Linked DNA regions of Mus musculus: region 1 is linked to region 2. A link is a contact called in public promoter capture Hi-C data. All regions are on one chromosome and are shown on one strand. The core of a region is the stretch at or near the end of the contact, and the rest is flanking DNA. Distances in the headings are between cores, read along the strand shown. Region 1 holds the start of Hacd4 (3-hydroxyacyl-CoA dehydratase 4). Region 2 holds the start of Plin2 (perilipin 2).

Evidence for each region. Promoter capture Hi-C pulls out the DNA fragments that hold promoters and counts their contacts.
Region 1: a contact with region 2 is called in a promoter capture Hi-C map of hippocampal neurons, with 7 times the contacts expected there. The contact joins the promoter of Hacd4 here to the promoter of Plin2 in region 2.

The regions. Positions count from the first base shown.
Region 1 is chr4:88,437,161-88,440,758 of GRCm38.p6, reverse strand. Hacd4 (3-hydroxyacyl-CoA dehydratase 4) reads left to right here and starts at 1,844. Exons shown (of 7, transcript NM_025760.5): 1 at 1,844-1,926; 2 at 3,196-3,299. The coding sequence starts at 1,889.
Region 2 is chr4:86,668,315-86,671,524 of GRCm38.p6, reverse strand. Plin2 (perilipin 2) reads left to right here and starts at 1,466. Exons shown (of 8, transcript NM_007408.3): 1 at 1,466-1,580; 2 at 2,820-2,875; 3 at 2,963-3,158. The coding sequence starts at 2,846.

The sequences.
Region 1 (3,598 bases), core at 595-3,094, 1.8 Mb before region 2:
GTCTCTGCAGAAGAGCTGACCTAGGGCCTACCTCTGAGGAAGCAGAGGGAGGATGCTGTGCAGAGAGGCAGGGCATGGGAGTCATAGCCATATGCAGAGTTGGAGAAGTGAAGGGAGGGCAGGAGAAGGATGAAGAAGAGTTTGCTGATAAAGGACCTCTTCTCGGGCAGACACCCTGTCCTCCCAGCTCCAGTCTGTCCAGAACCCCTGGCTTCTGCTGGGTTTGGGCACAGATGGCTTTGGAAATAGTTTCTTGTCTATGTGTTGTTTGCTCTTAAGCTCACAGATTCACGTCCTATAATTGAAGCCCGAGGGACAGTAGAAAGGACTTGGGGAACCCTGAGAGTAGTTTCGGGAGTGTTGGGAGTCCAAACTGTAAGGTACATGGAGCAAAAGGGTGATAGGAAATGAGATAGGGCCCTGGATGTTGATGGCAGATGACAAAGGTTTGAGGGGGGTGTTTAAAAGAGGGGTTCTAAACTCTGGGGTTAGAGATCTGAAAATGCACCCCCTTCCCTCCACCCCTCCAGATAGGGTCTCCCTCTGTACTCAGGGTGCCTGGAACTCACTGTGTAGCCCAGGCTGATGCTGAAGGCGGAATCAGCTCCCCACCTCGGCTTCTAGAGTGCTGGGGTTACGGGTGTGAACGACCACGTGACATGAATTTGTTCCTACACTGCCATGAAGGCCAGTGTACAGGAGACAATGGAGACAGTTGAGAGGACAGTGCAGCCTCTGCCAAGGGGCTTGAGAAGGAACGGAGGCTACAGAGGAGCTGGCCCCTGGTGGGGGGCGGGGAGACACGGAACAGTGGGACATCTAAGAGGCAGACTCTGTGACAGCTATGAGGAAGGAAACCATGACCCAAGAAGAAAAATTGCTGACTGTAACTTCTAACCCTGCTGTTTATCAGCTGTGTGACCTGTGGTGAGTGACAATATTTCTTAAGGCCTCAACTTCCTTTTTGGTAAGATGGAAGCACTACCTTCCAACTCCAGCAACTATATGTAACTGTTCCACTTGTGGGTTTTGGGGGAGTTTTTTTCTTTTCTTTTTTTTTTCTTTATTTTTTCCCATTTCTTCTTTTTCTTTTTTGGTGGTGGCGGTGGTTTTTTTTTTTTTTTTTTTTTTTTTGGGAAAATACTTTGGGGAGCTGTTTTGTTCTCTTCACCTGGTAGAACAGAATAATTGGAATCTGATCTTCACGAACCCAGGAGGTGGGTCACTCTGTCTAGGAGATGGGATGCCATTGTCCCAAGAAACCAGGAAAAGATGTGTGGGAGTGTTGGCCATGGGCAGCGACATTAACTTAAGCGAATAACATTAACTTAATGACATTAAACATTAAATAAATGACATTAACTTAAATGAACAAAAGCATTTATGCACACCACTGCCACCCAGGTCTCTAAGTGTCAGGGATGGATTTCTGGAGGGCTCTGGCTCATGTTTGAACAGATATTGGGCCATTTGCCCTTAGCTTTCCTTCCTGAACCGTTCTCCTACCTTAGGGCTTCTAAGAAAGGCCCTGGCCACCCTGAGGATCATGCAACCTTAGAGCTAGTTATATCCAGTTAAGAGTATAGGCAGGTGAACTTAGGGGTCTCCAGCCACAGATCAGTAGCCTGGGATCAGTTTGGAAAGCCTCGGGCGGATGTGCTTGTTCATCCCGCATACTTTCTATGCCTGGCCAGCTCTCCTAGGGCAGCATGGCAGGAATTTGACTTTCATCTCCTGCCCATCTCCTGACCTCTGCTTTTTTTCAAAACTTGCTGAGTGTGTTGAGGCCCCGCCCTTCCCGAGCCCAGCCTGAGGCGTCCCGCCCCTACCGCTTTCCCAGCCCACTCCTGCTGCTTCCCGGAGGTGCCAGAGGAGCAGACTGTGGCCCATGGGGCCCTCGGTGCTGCCAGCCTGGCTGCAGCCCAGGTAGGATTAGGGGGCTGCGGGGAGGGAGGGGCCAGGGAACTGGGCAGAAGCCCACCCATCGGCTTTCACTCCCGCGAAGCTCCTGACTGTTTAACACTGCTCCTTCTGCCTGGTAGTGGATTGCATTTTCTCCTCCATAGCTCAGGACAGAGGCTTTGCTGTTTCCTTCGGTTTTTTAGTTTTGGAGATGAGGAAATGGAAGGGTGGGCTGCAAGGCCACCTCTTCTCTTTGTGCGCTCCCACAAGTTCTTCTCTTCCTTGTCCTTGCTGCGCCCTAGATTTTGGCACAGGGTGATTTTGACAGCATCCTGTAGCAGCAGCATCTGTCACAGGCCAGATTCCAGGGAAACTAGGGCCTGGGGGGAGTGCTTACCTGAAGCCTGGTGATGCTGATTGGCTTGCAGTTTTCCCCTTTTAACCCCTATAGCAGTTTTGGTCATCTGTTGACTGCTCCATAGAGTTTGCTTATATATCTTGTTTCTCAGAAGTTTCCAACTAAGAGAAGTCATTGTTAACACTAACAAGGCCACTCTACACATCCTTGTGCACACCGGGAAGCCCTTCACCTCCTTTTCCAGCTCCTCAAACCAAGAATCACCAATCTTCTTTTTTAAATTCAGTTTACACCCTGGCTGTCCTCTCCCCAGGAACCCACACACACACACAGCTTTACACTCAGCTTGACTTCCTTTTTTTTTTTTTGGCTGAGCAACTAAACTGCTTTCTATGTGCATTTGATGGAGAGAACTAGCTTCCCTTGTAAAATACAACAGGAGGCAGGGCCAGGAAGAACGAGAGTGCAACCCCAATCACAAAAGTCAGGTGTGTTCAATGACTGAGTCATAATCCAATTGTGACCACTCCCCTTTGATAACTGTAAGCCAGCTCTTTCAAGTTAATTTGGCAAGCTGAGCTACTGGAGTTCAAGCTGCCCAAATCAGTCCCTTTGCGTCAGTGTTTCTTCCCTGTCCCCTTCAACTTTCAAAGCTTTTCTCATAGTGGCTGAAAGTGTTAGAGAAACAAGGTTAGAATGTTATCAAAGATGAGAATGAAGTGTGGAAAAGAACTACCTTTGGTTTTAAGCAATCTCAGTCAACATACTCTTGTTAGATAAATTCATCCCATCGGACTCTCATGGGTTTGGAGGGACAACCCAGTGAAAGACCCCAATATAGAACTCTGACCTGGAACAGTTTTCTTTTGCTTGCTCAGTTTGACTGGTACATTACATTAAAAGATGTGTTTAATGGCATTTTTCTGTATTTATAGGTATAGGAAGAATGTATATCTTTTCATCTATTACTTAATTCAGTTCTGTGGCCACTCATGGATACTGGCAAATATGACAGTCAGATTCTTCTCATTTGGGAAAGGTAAACACTCCTAAATGGTTTCGATTTCTAACTATTATCCCTGGATTCATCTGGCCTCACTGATTTTCATTTTGAACTTCTTGCATCCTGCATCTGGAACCATTCACGTCTCTGGAGTTTGTTTTTCCATAAGTATACTTAACTATTTCAGACTTAAAGGGAGAAGATGAGACCAGGCGAGAGGGGCCTGTCTTGCCCCAGAGCTGCCAGTTTGCTCTGAAAGCAAAAACCTATCTTTGGAATGTTCCATTTTGGTTCTGCACAAAACTCATAAATTAAACACATTTTGAAAAGTCTGT
Region 2 (3,210 bases), core at 217-2,716:
TATGTAGCTCAACCTAGTCTCAAACCTGTAATCCTCCTGTCTCAGTCTCCTGAGTGCTTTGGCTCACAATCAGCTAAACTTCAGCTCCTAGCAATCCAATGTCCTTTTCTAAAAGGTCTCAGATGACATCTGCACAGATGTGGCATACATACATACATACATACATACATACATACATACATGCATACGCATGTAAAACACAATCTTTAATAAAAACATCCAGAGCATCTTTGGACTTCCAGACATTTCTTCTTTTTCTTTTTCCTTTATAATTATACGGTGGTGTCTTCCAGTGCCTGCAATGGATTGATTCAGGCACACATATTAATGAAGCCAGTTTGGCTCTTTGGACCTTTGAAAAAGTAAGCAGCGCTTGTGTGTATGCAACTTTGGGGAAATGATTGACGTGGAGGTGAGTGCTGCCCAGAGTTCAAATTCCATAGCTCCAAAGGCACCTTCCACAAGCCCCGGTTAGTAGGGCCCAGCACTGTTGCTGTTGCTCTTATTACATATTCTGGTGACAGGGGATCTATGTAGCTAGGGCACAAGAGCTTCCTTCCTATCTTCAACTGTTCCTTCTAGTTTCCCTTGCAAGGAACTAGAAGGCCTGCACCTGTATCTTTTTCCAGGAAAGAAATTCCCTGAACCCTTATGACTCCAGATGGCTGTACAACTTTCAAGATCAAATAACCCAGTTCACGTCCCTGCCCTCTCGACAAGGATTAAAAAATGATTCAGACCACTTAAAAATATTGCATAAGTCACGATAAAGTTGGCCATCTTCCTTAGTTGTTGGCTGATATCACTAAGGAGCAATTTGGAATTGTTTTACTAAAGAAAACACAGAAGAGAGGCTCAAGCTTTGCTTGTGGAAATTCAGATCAACCTTTTAATTAGAAGCTTTTGATAAGTTGTCTCTCTTTGAGAACGGTATTTTTTCTGGCCTAGAACTCACAACAATCCTCCTGCCGCAATTTCCCTAGTGCTGGCTGGGGATTACAGACCAGAGCCGCCACATCCCATGGATGAATTGTTTACATCCATAGAGCAGTAAACCAGAAGTCCCTACAGGTCATTAACGTGTTGGAATTCCACACATCTTTGTAACTTTCTTGACTTAAAGTAAAAGGTTAGAACCCGAACTTCCAGTTTTGAAGTGGTCTTTTCTGAAGACTCTGGTTAATTTGTCTGCATTTTCCAAAACCCCAAGACGCCCTGCATCTTTGCAATGCAGCTTTCAGGACCCCTGACCTAAGTCAGACAGCAGAAGGCCTCGCCCCGGCTGGCTCCTGCTCTTCTTGTACTGATCTGGGATCTCAGGGCACTGGGCTCAGGAAACCAAGGAGGCCCCCGATATTGTGGCACCAGGTTGGGGTTCCCACGCCCTCATCCCCAATGAGTGGCCCCAGAGTCCCAGTCCAGCCCAGCACAGGGTTCAGCGGCCCCAGGCAGCTGGGCTATCACGTGGCTCGGAGGCTTGGGCGGGGCAGTCAAGCGATATTTTAACAGTCGTTCTGGCCGCTTTGCTGTGTGGTGATCTGGACCGTGCGGACTTGCTCGTCCCTCAGCTCTCCTGTTAGGTAGGTCCTGCACCAGATCTGGCCCTCAGGCCGCTGCTGCTCTGCCTGCACTGGGCTCGGAACTGCAGCAATGGGTCGGTGGGGGAGGAGGGGGGAGGGAGCAGCCCCGGGCTGGTTGGGAAAGCTCTCGCTTTTGTTCTAGAGTTTTCCTTTCTGTTTGCACGTCCTTCTGTGGTAGAGCAACTTGCATTTGTCCGGTCGAGGTTTTATTTAAATGGAAACACCTCACAGAAGAACTTATAAGGTGCATAGTGAGAATTGTCTGGGTTTCCTTTAGTGTCCCACTAGGCAGCACTGGCTGCCCGCAGGCTCTCTATGGTCCAAGCTGGGCTGAAACTCTTGCTCCTCCTCTGCCTCAGCCCCACCTCACCCTTGGAAAACGGAAGGAGATATTTTATGGGCTGCTCCTTGGTATAGATACTGCTCGAAGCTTCTGCTTTCTGGACAGTTCTTCCTAAGGAACTGGGACTTTGGATTGGAGGCAGAGCAGTCTAGACAGGTTCTGTTGCTGGGCAGAAGGCAGTTTCATGTGGGTGTGGGTCACTGGGGATAGGAGATTTTACAGTTCCCTGGAGTGACTTTCTTGAGCTCAGTCAGCATTAAGGCAGCCACTGCTGGTTTCAATCTTGTTCACAAGAGTGGTAAACACCCTCAAGTATCAGTTTGATAGTCCTGATGCTGAGAGCCCGGCATGGTGGCCTGTACCTAATACCAACACTAGTGAAGTAGAGTAGAGAGAGTCAGCCTGGGCTTTAGACAGGCAGAGACTAAGTATAGCAAGGGCCATCTTTAATTCTAGCACTTGGGAGGCAAAGGCAGGTAGGTCTGGTGAGTTCCAGGCCAACCTGGCTAGCCAGGACTGTTACAAAGAGAAATACTGTCTCAGAAAGCCTACAGAAATAAATCCATTAACTAATTAAGGGCAGGTGTTTGGGGGAATCTAAGATGTCTTCTGTTTAAATGGAATTTTCTGCCTTTTGGGTTAGCATTTTTGAGAACAGGCATTTCAGAGGCATTTCTAGTGTCCCATTTAAGAGACAGGACAATGACTACTCTTTCCTATTGAAAGTGTGTAAACAGCCCTGGAGCCTCCAGTCAGGTTGTTGGCCTTGAAAAGGGCTCTGAACTAGAGGGGTGGGGTTGGGGAACTGAAACTGTCTATGCTGGAATTGTGGGCCTGCCTAGGTTGGGACAGGAATTGGTCCTCAATGTTCTGAAACCAGTTTCTTTTCTCTCCAGGCGTCTCTTTTCTCCAGGAGGAAAAAATGGCAGCAGCAGTAGTGGATCCGCAACAGGTATGATTTTTTTTAAGTATTCGTTTCTTGGTCCTTTTTCCTTTCTTGTGATTTGAGTCATTACTATCCACTCCTCCGTGTTTGCAGAGCGTGGTGATGAGAGTGGCCAACCTGCCCTTGGTGAGCTCTACCTACGACCTTGTGTCCTCCGCTTATGTCAGTACAAAGGATCAGTACCCGTATTTGAGATCCGTGTGTGAGATGGCCGAGAAGGGCGTGAAGACCGTGACCTCTGCGGCCATGACAAGTGCCCTGCCCATCATCCAGAAGCTGGAGCCACAAAGTGAGTCTAGATTCTGCGGTCAACACTGAGCCCAAGGGACTGGGTAGGGTGA